Regions from separate parts of the Danio rerio genome. Here all the other regions are linked to region 1. A link is a contact called in public Hi-C and HiChIP or PLAC-seq data. All regions are on one chromosome and are shown on one strand. The core of a region is the stretch at or near the end of the contact, and the rest is flanking DNA. Distances in the headings are between cores, read along the strand shown.

Region 1 (4,707 bases), core at 877-3,376:
AATGTATCACACAGCTGGTTGCAGATTCAAACATTCAGCAATCTTTCTCGAAACTCCGTGAGCTCTGTGCCTCGATTTCAGCACTTCAACGCAAAGCCAGAAAAGATGTCAGATTAACCAAATGTATGATTATATACAAAAACAATAAATAAATATAAATATAGTGTCAACAACTGTTTTAAAAGAGGCATATACTTTTTTTCACAGTCATTCCCTACATGCCTCAGGGTTTGTTTTTTGTTTCACATCCATTTTCATATTTACAATAAACACTGTTCAAATTGCTTTACCTCATGAGAAAGATCTTGTTGTTATTCATTAAAGCCAAGAGAAATTGGGGTGATTGTAAAATGATACATGGAAGGCTTTCATTTACAATAACTGGTCTTTAAAACTTTCTATTCATCAAATAATCTTGAAAAATGTATTTCGGATACTAGACTGATGTCTCAATAACAGTCTTCCAAACCAGCATTATGAAATTATTTCTGAAGGATTGTGTGACACTGAAGCCAGGAGTAATAATGCGAAAATGTATGCTTTGCCATCACAGAAATTAAAATAAAATAAAATATTATAATGCAAAAAAAAATTATTATATTAAAAATATATTTATCAATATCAATTGATTTAATCAAAGCATTTCCAAATATTATTGTCATATTTTTATTTAAGGTGTGCAGCCAAAGTGTCCATAGAAGCCAATTATTCCTGACTTTCAGAAATACCAACCCTATATTTTTGATAGCTGGTATTGTTACAATGTTACACACGCATGCACCTACATAAATAAAAAAGATCAAACACCCAAAACCCAACTGTTGATAGGCTGCAAAAGTGTGCTGGGCCTTGGTCTGATACTGGTCGAAAGTGCTTTTCAAATGTTGCTTATTAATGCACCTTTATTGTGAGCTACACTTGTGTGAACTTTGGTGGAAATGAGTTCATACCCTCAAAATGACCCCAAGACATATAACTGACTAAAAATTATTTTAGAAATCCTTCAGAAAAGAGAACTGATTTGGATATAAATGTACAACTTGCATGTTTTGCAATGAATATTAGACAGAGAAATGTGTTATTCTGTTTGAGATGAGGGCAGCACGGTGACTCAGTAGTTAGCAGTGTCACCTCACAGCAAGAAGGCAGCTAGTTGGAGTCAGTTGGCATATGTGTGGAGTTTGCATGTTCTCCCAGCGTTCACATGGGTTTCCTCCGGGTCCTTTGGTTTCCCCCAAAGTCCGATATAGCTTAATTGAATAAACTAAATTGGCTGTAGTGTATGAGTGTGTATGAATGCTTCACAACACTGGATTTCAGCTGGAAGCCCTGCTGAAAAAAAAAAAAACAGTTTAAAACAACCTAGGCTGGTTGATGGATTTTAGCTGGTTGACCAGCATAGTTTTAGAGGGGTTTTGGCCATTTGCCATTGGTCATAGCTGGTCAGGCTAAAAAATGACCTATAGGGTGGTTTTACTTGGTGATCTCCCAGCCTGACCAGCTAAGGCCAGGTTGAAAATGGCTGAAACCCCTCTAAGACCAGGCTGGTTGACCAGCTAAAACAAGCCAACTAGCCTAGGCTGGTTTAAGCTGGATTTTTCAGCATGATGGCCATCCACTGTGTAAAACATATGATAAATTGGCAGTCCATTCCGCTGTGGCAATCCCTGATAAGTAAAGGAACCTAGCCAAAGGAAAATGAATCGATGAATGTTTGAGATTAACTGGTAAGTTTAAATCATGATTTAAGTACATAACAACGTGAGCAATGGAACTTCAGCTTCATACTGTTGGCTGCTCGAGCGCTTTCCTGCTAGTACAGTAGGAGACCTCTAGGCGGACAATTTTCTGGTAAAGATGACTAAAAGCAGATGCTAGATTGTGTCTACAGTAAACCCCGTCCAGTAACGTTATATGTATGGAGTCATTGTAATAATTTAAAAAGTTGCAAGACAACACTAAAACGGTTTTGTATCTTAGAAAGTAACGCAAGTCTGAGACGTAACCCATCGAGTTTCGTGGCGTTGACTAGTTTAGATATTCGCATACATTAACAACATTTCTTTCCGTTCAGAAGTAAATTCTTAGTCCGAGTGAGGAAGACCAAGCCCAGTCAGCCGAGGCTGTCAGCAGTGCTGCTCCCTTCTCTGAGTCATCATGCACTGAGCAAAACAAATCTGCCGTAGCAGCAAAGCTAACAACACCTTCAACACACCAGTGCCTGTTTATTTGGTGAGTATCTGTAAACACTTATAATACAACTTTTACTGCGCTAACACAACTCGTTTACTTGCTTAGCTGCGGATATAGCACTTAGTAGTACTCGGGCAACTCGTTTCTCTGTTAGCTACAAAGTGCTAAAACGAAATCCTCTATAAACACGGAAGTGATGTTTAACGCACTTCGTGTATTTAAATAATACAGGAAAATCACTCATGATTTTACACCCATGACCAAGTGAAGTACAACAGCTCGTACTACGTTTCATTTCGAAATAACGATAACGGATTTAGCTTGCTAGCTCATCAGCAGTCATAAGCTCTTTCTGTGAACTCTTGAATTTGTCGGGATTTCCTGTTTGAATGATGCGACTGGGGCGAAATGATAATGATTAAAATATGTTGATTAAAATAATTCACTTATGTGTAAATATTAAACCAGTTCATTGTAGTTTTCATGTAAACAGATGTACCAACGGAACAGGTGTCAAATATCACGCGCATGCAGGCTGTCGTTTAATTGTTGGGGAGTGTAGCACTTATCTGGGAGAAACGAGTCATGGACAAGTTTTGAACCTAATATTAATCACCATTCATATGTACCAGCAGCAGGAGATGCAACCTATCTTACACGAGTGTTGCTGTACGTGAACTTTTGCATTATAGTTTGTTGTGTAGTGAATGTCAATTTACATTGAAATGCTTGTAGTCAAATCAAAGCAATCCTCTGCTCTGGGCCAGTCAAGTGTCATATCTAAAAGAAGCATTCATAAGCAAGCTTGAAACTTTGTTGCTTGTACATGCTGCTAGTCTTCATGTAGCTACAGAAAAAAAACATTCTAAATCTATGAGATACAGCTTTAATATTGTCATACAGCTTTTTCTGTTATCTTTTCTAAAATCTTGTTATCAAACTCTGTTATAATAATTACAGATTTAAATTATTATAACAGACCTTGATGACAGGATTTTAGTGAAGATACATTGTATAATGTATCAATAATAAGAGAATTTGTGATGGAATTTGTAAACCCAGCACAAAAATGTGTTTTGAGCAGATTATAACTAATGTTAATAGCTCTGATTGCTCATTTTATTAAAGAAAAAATTATATCTGTAATTGCTATTGTTGAGCATAATGAGAAAAAAATGTAAATAGAAACCTTTGATGCTCTCAAATGCACAAAACGAACACAATTGCACAGAAAAAAAACTAAATCTGTTTGACCAGTATCACGTTTTAGGCATATAGGAATATTACGGTTTGATAACCTTGGATTAAAAAAAAAATCACGGTTTCACAGTATTGCTGCTCTAAAATATATGTTCTTTTTAAATGTCTGCGTAAAAAACAAACTTTTTCTACCTTTGAACAAAAATATTTTAATTAGAGAAAAATGTAAAATATTTTGGAGCAGTAAACATGTCAGGGTAAATAAAATAAAAAAAAACACAGATTTCTTTACAAATTAATGGATCTCTTTTCTGCTGGAGACAGTGTTGTCCTAAAACACTTTATACAAAACATTAAAAAAATCTTACTTTTTTCCAAAGGAACGTTATAGCAGGAAATTTTGGCAGTTTTAAAGCCTTAACTTTAACCAAACCAAACCATGGAATACCTGAATATGGTAATCGGCCCATGCCTAATCAAATTGGTGATTCCCTTGAGCTGTAAGTGAAAACTTACCTTGCTTATTGTCCCACCCTGTAGATGAAGGCTGTTACAGAATCTGCAATAAAGGGATTGAAAATTAAAATTATGTCATCATTTACTGTAATAATAGACTACTCTGTTTATCTAATGCATGTGCAGGTTTTTGATGATAGTCTCTTTTATTTATATATTTTGTAAAGTGATTTAAAAATCAAAAATTCTGTTATCATGTACTCATTCTAAGCCTGTTTGAGTTCCTTTCTTCTGTTGAACACAAAGGACGATATTCTGAAGAATGTTGAATTAAGCAGCAGCCATCCACAGTACTTTTTGTGCTCTACTATGCATGTCAGCGACCATGACGAAGGAAGAAATATAAGTGAACCACTTAAGTGTAAATAAATGGTGAAGAAACTTTTCAATTTTAGGTGAACTACTGTGTGTTAGCTATATTGTCAGAAAAAAAAAACTAAAAACAATAATTAGGGGTACAACAGCTTTTCATGCAAAAGTAACCTTAAAGTCCCAAGGAACCAGAAGCGGCAACTATTTTTATTACTATTACTTTTTTATTGTGATGCAGTTCCTAGAGAAACATAATATTAAATGAGAAAACAGTGGGCGTGGCTTTAAATTTCTACCGTATTTGAATTAATGTAGTACAGTAGGCATTTCATTCAGAAAGATCAGCAAAAGGGTTACAGGACAGTTATTACAAACTAACAGACTCCTCCTGCTCAACATTTCTGTTTGTTGTCAAAACGGACAGTTAGAGCAGCGTGATTAAATATGTTAGCAACGCTCATTTCCTAAGATATATGTAATCTGAAA
Region 2 (4,707 bases), core at 1,392-3,891, 230 kb before region 1:
TCTTCAGCCAAAACTTATTATAGAAGCGTGAAGGGTTACTTAACCGCAATCATCACGCTTGCATACAAATCACGTCTTGCAAGGTTAAACTTTGAATTACACCATGAAAGAATATCTTGTGATGTGTCCACTTCACAGAGCATATTGTTGAATAGAACAAAACCTCATGGTAAGAGAGCAGGGGTGCATCAGGACCGGGTTTGAGAACTGCTTATGTACAGGAAACACAGGGCCACATCATACACACTGCAAGTTTCATCCTGACACAGTTATCATTTTCACTACATTTACATATTCTCCGATTATTGGTGTTAATCTGGCACCTGGTGGTAAATTCCTGTAATGTCTGACAAACCATATGTAACTGGCTTCTTGCTGAGTCTTCCTGTTTTCATTGAGATTGAGAGATCTCAATCTCTGACTTCTGTGTCTGTCTAAGTACACCCATTTTCTGTCTAATGGATAGGCTTTAGACATAATCACTTAATAGAACACATTATTACTTATGTGATGAAATATGAGGATTTATGCACTGCTAAATAAATTCACATCTATCAATTCAGAAATGGAAAAAGAATAAAATCAGGGTTATGATGAATGCAGTACTAAGAACTTCTAGAGATGACTCAATATTTATTGAAACTATGTCACAAATGTCTAAAAAGGCCCCGGGGGAAGACCCAGGACATGCTGAAAGGACTATGTCTCATGGCTTGCCTGGAGATGCCTTGGCAAGAGCTGAAGAAAGTGTATGAGAGAGGAGTCTAGGGTTCCATGCTGAAACTGCTGCCCCTGGAACCCATAATTATATTATGTAACAATATAAATGAGCTTTAAATTCAATAGATAACGCTGCGATATATTTACATATAAGTTTAGATTCAGTTTGAGCCTATATAACTATTATCAACTTTAAATAGTTACTTACTTACACTGATAAAGTCAATTGCTTTATTAGTTGTCACCTTTTCCTTTTACTTCATGAATGTGTTTAAATAGCTTAATTGTCCTCAATCTCTCAGGAGATGTCAATCATAGTTTCAAGGCATTTGATTGGCTCTTTAATAATGATGTAACATTCATGTGCAGGCTTTTCCTGAACACAGAATCAAAGCTTGAATTCACTTCTAATGGGTTCCAAAACTGCAACAAAAAAGCACTTTTTGCTCCATTGACATGTTTTACCCCGCTGTACAACAGAATTGGACATGCTCAAAACCCAGTTTGACTGCGGCTTAAGTGTGTTGTAGCAGGGTTGGAATTTAACTCTGTAGGGCTCCAGTCTTCCAGTAACTGAGTTTGACTCCCTGGATTAGAGCATAGGTATGAGCCCTTCTGAAATGAATGCAGTGTGGGACACCAAATAACTTCCCTGCTCAAAGCATCCATCAGTTTTATCCCTCAAAATCCTTCAAAGGGTCCTTTGAAGTAGCCAGTTTTGAGCACTTCAATTTGGATAGAAACTATGGCAGCCATGATTGTTTTCTTTCTGAAGTGCCCTTTGGAGGGTGCTACAACCGTTTGGAATACACACAGAAAAGATTGATAATCAGCGTCATGGTACCAACCAGGCCTGACTGATTTGGTTTGGGTTTTTTTTTTCAAATCAAAACTAATTCTGAATTTGTTCATAATGACTGACAAGTGTAAATTTCATAATTTAAATATATCAAATCCTTTTTTCTTGCTTAATGTGCATTAAACACTACATTTAGAGAACTTTTTAGTTGATTTTCTTAATGTTTAAATATTTTTGAACCCGCATATTAATAAATGCTTTTCTTGTTAGTTCCAATATCTAAAAAATAAAATAAAAAATTATTTCCTAGACAAGTAAAAAAAAAGTATCGCCTTGTTTTCAGAAATAATTTCTAAAAATTAAGTGAGTTTTTCATAAATTAATCTGGCAGTGGGGTAAGCAAAAAAAATGTAAAAAAATGAAAACACTATTATTTTGATTACACCATTGGCTGATTATTTTGCTTGTTTTAAGGAAAAGTTTTTTAAATTAATGGATTTCTTGCAGGTTTGAGAGAGAGGATGAGCAAATATGACAGTATTTTGATTTTGGAGTGAGCTTAATCTTTAAAGGAATCCTATTGCGCGTCTTTACATTTTGAATGTATGCAATATGCAATATACACTTACTGGCCACTTTATTAAGTACACCTTACTAGTACCAGGTTTGACCCCCTTTGCCATCAGAACTGCCCTAATATTTTGTGGCATATATTCAACAAGGCACTGAAAATATTCCTCAGAGATTTTGGTCCATATTGACATGATAACATCATGCAGTTGCTGCAGATTTGCCATGCTCTTATGTTGTTGAAGCCAAATTCTGAGCCTGTTGCATCAGAAATCAAGACTCATCAGACCAGACAACATTTTTCCAATCTTCTGTACAATTTTGATAAGCCTGTGTGAATTGCAACCTCAGTTAACGGATAGGCACTTAATCAGTTCACCCAATATGGCTTTTAAGATATCAGTACAAGGCTTGAAACTTTTAAAATGCTAATAAATCCTTTTGATGTGTTTAGAGAAAAATAAGCCTCCTTAAACATCACAACTAAAAACCCAAACTGTCTCTCTGCCCTGAGGGCGAACATTGACCTGACACATCGCGGTGAGGTGAGCCAACTTCCGGTGAGGTCCAGCAGATCCTCTTCTGTTCTGCGTGCGTGGCGAAGGCGGGACGTGTGACGTAGGCCGGCTGGAGCTCGAGGTGTTTATTGTTCCTTCCCGTCGAAGAGAGAAAAGGGCTGGCTTAGCGGAGGCATATCTCGCACACACGCTTTCCCAGCGGTTTTAGCTTCACGGAGCCATTTTAGTAAGGCCAAAACAGGTTGATCCGGGAGCGGTTGGCCATGGCGTACGCGTATCTCTTCAAGTACATCATCATCGGAGACACGGGTAAGCAGCGGCCGAGACTCGCTTATTTCCGCAGTGTTGGACTTAATGACGTGGTTCAAGCAGAGGCGCGAGGGGTGGGAGAAACATCTGACAGCCTGTTTTTGTCTCTCCATCTGCCTCATTAGCTCCTGGGCTACGTTTTATCGCACACTTTATGTCAACTTCCAAGCGTGTGCTTTATGTCACGACAGCGGCGTGCAGTTAAAAGGCTGTCACGGTCTTTTGTTTTCCGCTGGGTGGGGGAGTTAGCAGACAGGCTAAACGCTGCTTCATATCAGCTGTCCGCCTCGATAACGACTGCAGAATCTCTGCTTTCTGTTAGCATGACACGTTGAGCGAAAAAGCAACATGCTGTGTACCTGTCAGTGCGTCTGACGGAGAGTTTGCTTCCTTCACTTACATCTTTCTTGAGTCCAGCTAATCTAAAGGCCAAAAGCAGCCTGGCTAGCTATAGCCAACATCGCTAGCAGCTATTTACTCTTTCTGAAAATGGCGTTGATTCCGCTGCATTTTTCTTCTTCAGAACGTTTAATAAGTAATGACTGCTATAAAAGAAACGAGTTTGTATCATTAATAAAAGTGACACGTTTATTAGTCAGGGCCATATAATGTCTGTGCATATTTGTGGCCTGCTAGTGTTCTCATCAGATTTCTGTCACTGAAGGCCTTTCCTCAAGACATACGACAACAACAGTCAATGCATTTCTGCCTTAGTATAGTTTTTTTTTTTCTCATTACACAGATGATTCTGATTATTCCCATAAACATTTTTTGGATTATAGCATAAATACTGCGTTAATAAGATGTCCACATGATTTTTGGTATTAGTTGGTTCCAAGTTATTAATTTTTGTTCATTTAATCAAGTGTAATGCACATTAATAATACACAAAACAAAATAACATGGTAAAAATGGGTCAGTTTTATCCAAACTGGCTCATTTTTATTAGTAGTCCCTTTAAAGGGCCATGAAACCCCCTCGTTTCAGCAGGGTGTTTTCACACCTCCACTTTCGAAAAAGTCAGAAAAGTGGGCGTGTCCAGCTCTGTTTAGGGGGGAGTGTCGGAGGAACTAAAGTGGGATGGTGTGGGAGTGTCTATTTGTGCACGCGCGAGTTTCAGAGTCAAAATACACACCCACACAGACAGGAGAAAGCGATGGTGTTTAACCTACATGGACATCTGTAGTCGAATTATTTGCCAAATTATTAAATGTTGGACTTTAACTGCAGTTTGGCTCTTTCATTCAGGGAATTCATTCATGCCTCTCGCGACAAACGAGATATTTGATTCGAGGATCTGCTCTAAGCGTGTATTTTTCATGCAATGTTTGATACCGCACGGCGAATGAGAGGGAAAAAAAACTCCGCATTTCCCGGAAACTTAGATGCACACGGCAGGCAGCGTCAGAAAGCCGCGTGTGTTATTTCGGTCACTAAATGCGGTGCTAACATTTCTGCACTCAGTGCTATAGTTAACTTAATTCGATATGAACAAACTGAATAAACAAAGAGCACTGGTCGCTCACTTACCAAATCTGTAGAGACAGGACAATCACCAGCAACTAGAGCCGCGTCTTTATGGAGAGAATACTACAAGCAAATCCAGATTTCAGCGTTTGCAGATGAGAACAGCTCTCAGGTAAACAATAATCCCCCTTAGACACGTAAGTTATTGTTGTCGAGCGTCGCGTACACTGTTAATCCACACGTGATCCAGCTGAGCTCTCACAGAGAGAAAATGAAAACGAAACTTAACGGCAGCAAACTATAAAAGCAACACTTCACGCTTGT
Region 3 (4,707 bases), core at 717-3,216, 200 kb before region 1:
ATCTAATAAAAAAGGAACGGGTGTTATCAAAGTGAAGAAAAAGAAGCAGGACTGTTTTAAATCTGTATTTATCATTCACATTCTGTATATATAGTTATCATTTCTTGCTTTGGTGTACGTTGACCGAGCTAGAATTCTGTAATGAATTTGCTTAAATTCTATACTGTATGAATAGAGCTTGAAAAACTGCAACAGTATTGCGATATTTCCAAAAACCTGCTTTGACACCATTTTAAGGTAATCTTTTACTTCATTTGTTTTAGTTTGGTCCTGCCATCTGCCTTGACCCCTCGTATTCGTGCCCCCTCCGAACCTCCTCTCTGTATAGAAACTATGGCTCTATATACCTATTTTAATGCCAAATTTGTGTTTACCTGTGTTCTAAAAATCATGGCTCCAGTTATGGATCACCTCTCCAGAACTAGATCTGCTGTTTGCCTTAAAAGGATTTTGGGACGTCAACAGAAATAACATATTCATGTTCCGCAGGATCATTTCAGTGATTGACGTGCAATCGCATATTGCATATGATAACGCTAGACTCACTTATCCATTAGACAGACACTCACGCATACATACCTATGCCTATACATCCATACAAGTCGTCACGTATGCATGCATCTGTATGCATATAAAGAGTTTTGTTTTTCTTTCCTGTCTTTAAAGTTCATTTTTTCTCCAATTCAGTCCGCAGTGTAACGTCAGTGCAGATCCACATTAATTTAGGTGTCTGAGTGATTGTGTAAAGACTTGCTTTCTCTTGGCACTATGTTGTTAATAAATAAATATATGGTGAACATCTTGTCTGTTGTGAAAGGGGTGTGATAAAGCCAAACCTGGAGTAACTTTGTGACCCTCAACTTTATTTGCTGTGTTCTCAAAATTAAATGCTATCACGAAAAAAATATAATAAAACCTTCTAAACTCAGCGTGTTTTTGCTTGCTTATGTATGTGTGGGAGTTCATTTATTATGAAGATGACATTCATTCATCATTTATTTTAACTTAATTTATTTTACAGCAATTTGTTTTAGACGCGTTGATTTTTAGATGACAATAAAAATACCTGGAACTTAGCTGTAAGTCAATATTAGATGGAATATCGCTGATTAAATCATAAATTAAATTATTATTTTAACCAATGATCATTGTCTGAACTTTCTGAAAGAACTTTCTTTCATAGCTGTCTGGAACAACTAAAAGCATTTAACTTAATACTAATTATATTTTTTACCAAAAATAAATATTCATAGTTGTTTAGAAAATGGCGTTACAGTTAAATAATCTTACAAACACAACTCCGCAACGTGTTACATTTAATGTCAAAACATGTAATGGCGCCAAAGAAATGCTCAGTTTATTACGGTCTGCAGGCATTTAGATCAAGGACAGGCCTGAACATCCGGGCTACAGGCGCCAACAGGGATTGGTTGCTTTACGCTTCAGGTAAATTCACCTTGTTTACGTATGGCTTTGATGCCATTGTTTATCAACGGTATAGTTATTTGAGCTGTAGAGTAATGAATGTAAATGTAGTAAGTTAATCAGATTCAAGAAAGCAATTTCATCATGCTGTACCTAAATCTTTTTAAAATGTGAAACACATTCACTCACTACATTGCAGTAAAACACACTTTTTCGTGTTTTAACAATACATAAAGATATTTACATGACTTCTTAAGTCAGCAAACAAACATTCCCCTGAACCTACAACATTTCAGCAAGTGTGTATATACACAATGTTTATTTTCCTTGAAAATTCTTAAATATAATATAACGAAGTCTCAAAACAACATTTATAGAAGAAGCCCATTCATAAAAGTTTATCCGAGACAATTATTTTCAAATAAATGCTTATAAAGACCTGTAAAATAAAAGAAAAGGCACTTGCGTCACAGCCCGGCGAGGTCACTCACGCGCACGCATGTTTATCCAGTAAGAGTCATGCACGCGCCCCCTGCCTGTGGAAGGTGAGCGAGCGCGAGTGTCTAGAGGAGAGGACACGAGAACGCGACTGCCCGGATCGATCGGATTAAACTCGAATTGAGTGAAATTAACACAAAGGAGAGAAGCAGAGTCAGCGAGGACGGGACGCTGAGACGCCGACTTCATCGGCACTATTTGAATTTCGACAGTTATTCGCGTATTTAAACGGATTTTCTGGATATACGAAGAGGAGTTAATTGGCGAAAACCCTAAACTGACCCGCGTTGAGTTGGGTAAGCATTTGCCTTTCTTTCTAACGATACGACACGAATCCACAAACTTTATCAATCGCACACAAACTTATTAGATAGTCCCAGGCGTTTGTTGCGTTTTTGTACAATTATACATGTGCTTTCATTGTGAGAAAACTGTTTTTGAGTGCCATTTAACTTGTTTTCAGCCATGGTGGTGCTCGCGGTGAAAACGGTGTTTTAAAACGGCAAAAAAGTTATTTCAATTAAATGTTTCGCTGGAAGAACACACACCACACGTTGGCTTTTTCGTTTCTTGGCATTTTAACTTCTCGAAGAATCTCAAACTAGCTCGAGCACATGCTAACATTAGCTCATTTAGCTCACGCGCACTGCATTGTATAGAGCCGCACGGATCCCTATAGGAGTGGAAGCGATAAATATTTGAGATAAATTGGATACAAGGACTTTTTCCTTTCAAGTTGTAAGACAACATTTGTACACTTCATATTATAACGTTAATGGGTAAAACTATTTTTTTCAAAAGCGTATAAAGTAAGCGTTCGTTAGCTAGCTAATTGTTGAGACACGAGGTGGTTTGAACGTAACGTTAGAGGTGAGTCATTGGCCGAGCTGAATGAGGGAGATCCCCGACCCCTTCTATCAACAATTACACTTATTAAATAGTTTTCAAGCGCACAAAACTGCAAGTAAGAATCACGCCAAAGTTGCTGTAATTGTGTTTTTCCTTTTATCGCTCGATGATGCTCGAAATAGCGTGTGGAAACAGCAAAGCGTGTCGGAAAGTGCGCTTGTCCGAAGGACAATATAGATACCATGGAAGGTTGCTTGAGGCCAGATGGTCAACCCCTCGTTTTCTTTTTTTTATCCGTTTATGAAAGTCAAAACTTCAACATACTTTGATAAACACACTTCACGTGTGCTGCTTGTGCTCTGGATTCGGCAATCTGTGTTATTTTGATCGAGTGCTCGGCTGGGAGAAGTGCGTTCAGAGGCAGGCGTGCGCTGGGGTAATTAGCTGCTTGGAAGTGGCCGATCTGCTAAGAGACGGACAGCGTCGACTTCATTGTCTCACAACAAGCTAACTAGCTAGCTGGACACAACTCATCACACGTTTCTTTTGTCCCTTTGGCCCCTCAACAGGTAGACGGTTTAAAGGGAGGGGGATCGGGAACTGGGGGAAAACGCACCTGGTTTATTATTGGACATGTTTACTTGTTTTGAAAAGTTTACATTTTGTTTTCTATCAAGTTAAAATTGCCTTTATTAGCTAATCTGCGTAATAAATACGCGCAGAAAACTTAAAAAGCACCTGTTTAATTTACAGCGTTTAAAAGTCACGAAGAGTGGAAAAAAATTTACTTTTACTCCAATATAGGGTTTGATACGAGTTTTAACACGCGTGCGTGTTTTGTTGTTAAAAATGAACAAAAGTACACGACTTGGCGTTTTAAAGTTGATTTAAATGTTATTTAAACCTGAAACTGCAACAAAGAATCGTTTGAAGATCGTATCGTCGTTGTCTCGCTCCCTCTCATGTCTTTAACCTAAGATGGCAGCTTTTAATGTGTGTAGGTCCACTCAATGAGCAGATATGAAGCCGGTATGGCGGAGCAGATGTGAGGCTGCTTTGTAGTCGCTTTAGGCTTTTCATCTCGCTTGCCTTTTCTTGTGGTTGCTGGGGCTTGTTCACTAGTTGCATCAAATCGAAAAGTCAAGTGCCGGTTCCTCTTTTGTCTTTAGAGAAAAGTTTGAGTACACTTTAGTATCGTCAAATCCTGTAGTGATTCGTGTTAAACATTATTTGTAAGTTGTGTAAATTAATGTTGCAGTTCGTTTGAATACAAATAATTGATTTAGTTAGGCTTTTTAATGAACTAAAGTGATTTCGTTTGTTCAGTTTTGTTACTTAAAATGAATTGTAATTGTGTATACGTGCATTTTTAATTGGTGTCTGAACTCTTATAGGATAATTTGACAAATTTTGTCAAATCTCACCTTATATTTTGCTAAATTTACTTTAAGAAGTTCATGGCATCAGATAACTGTACACAATCCAGCCGGCCATGTTCACAAACCCATGTGAACTAGTGTAAGTTGGTGTTTAAAGGCCATAGTAAAGCATGACCCAAACAACAAACTCTTCACCTTTAAACCTATTAAAATGTGTTTCTGTATCTATAGTATGTGCCTGAATGAAATTCAGAAAAAAAGGGGCTACAAACCTTGAAACAATACAGTGCATATGCAAATCAGTTCTGTTGTTGTATATGGAAAAACACTGTCCATTTATATCTATTATTTGCAGCTTCTACAAACCCTATTGATACCATCTACCCTGGGACTGGCATTGAGAGTGCTGCAGAAGTGGGTCAGGCACCCCCTGCACATGTGCACACTAACACTGGTATTGGAGGGTGCTTTCAAAGCTGGTATTCCAGTTATCTGACAACATGCTTTCAATCTACGCCAGGAACCGCACCGCTGTGTCCAGGCCCTTTTCCTCCAA

What was found. Hi-C and Micro-C count contacts between places; a contact is called where the count stands out from the background. HiChIP or PLAC-seq counts read pairs in DNA pulled down with a chosen protein or histone mark.
Region 2: an H3K4me3 HiChIP or PLAC-seq map of gastrula embryo shows a contact between it and region 1, with 4 times the contacts expected there. The contact joins the promoter of rab2a here to the promoter of ralab in region 1. A contact is called at or near these places in 3 of 18 Hi-C or Micro-C datasets (caudal fin and embryo) and 2 of 4 datasets of contacts at active chromatin or transcription factors (caudal fin and gastrula embryo).
Region 3: a Hi-C map of hematopoietic stem cells shows a contact between it and region 1, with 2.9 times the contacts expected there. The contact joins the promoter of chd7 here to the promoter of ralab in region 1. A contact is called at or near these places in 2 of 18 Hi-C or Micro-C datasets (hematopoietic stem cells and an unstated tissue) and 2 of 4 datasets of contacts at active chromatin or transcription factors (embryo and gastrula embryo).

Annotation. Positions count from the first base shown.
Region 1 is chr2:24,844,816-24,849,522 of GRCz12tu, reverse strand. It overlaps ralab (v-ral simian leukemia viral oncogene homolog Ab (ras related)), which reads left to right and starts at 2,126. Exons shown (of 5, transcript NM_001007321.1): 1 at 2,126-2,232. It overlaps zgc:55781, which reads left to right. Exons shown (of 2, transcript NM_214694.2): 2 at 1-293.
Region 2 is chr2:25,075,335-25,080,041 of GRCz12tu, reverse strand. It overlaps rab2a (RAB2A, member RAS oncogene family), which reads left to right and starts at 2,641. Exons shown (of 8, transcript NM_201454.2): 1 at 2,641-2,916. The coding sequence starts at 2,871. LOC141378050 (a long non-coding RNA gene) reads right to left here. Exons shown (of 2, transcript XR_012391490.1): 2 at 3,732-3,871. It also overlaps a transcript of ca8 not described here.
Region 3 is chr2:25,047,350-25,052,056 of GRCz12tu, reverse strand. It overlaps chd7 (chromodomain helicase DNA binding protein 7), which reads left to right and starts at 1,966. Exons shown (of 38, transcript XM_692864.9): 1 at 1,966-2,219. It overlaps rab2a (RAB2A, member RAS oncogene family), which reads left to right. Exons shown (of 8, transcript NM_201454.2): 8 at 1-928.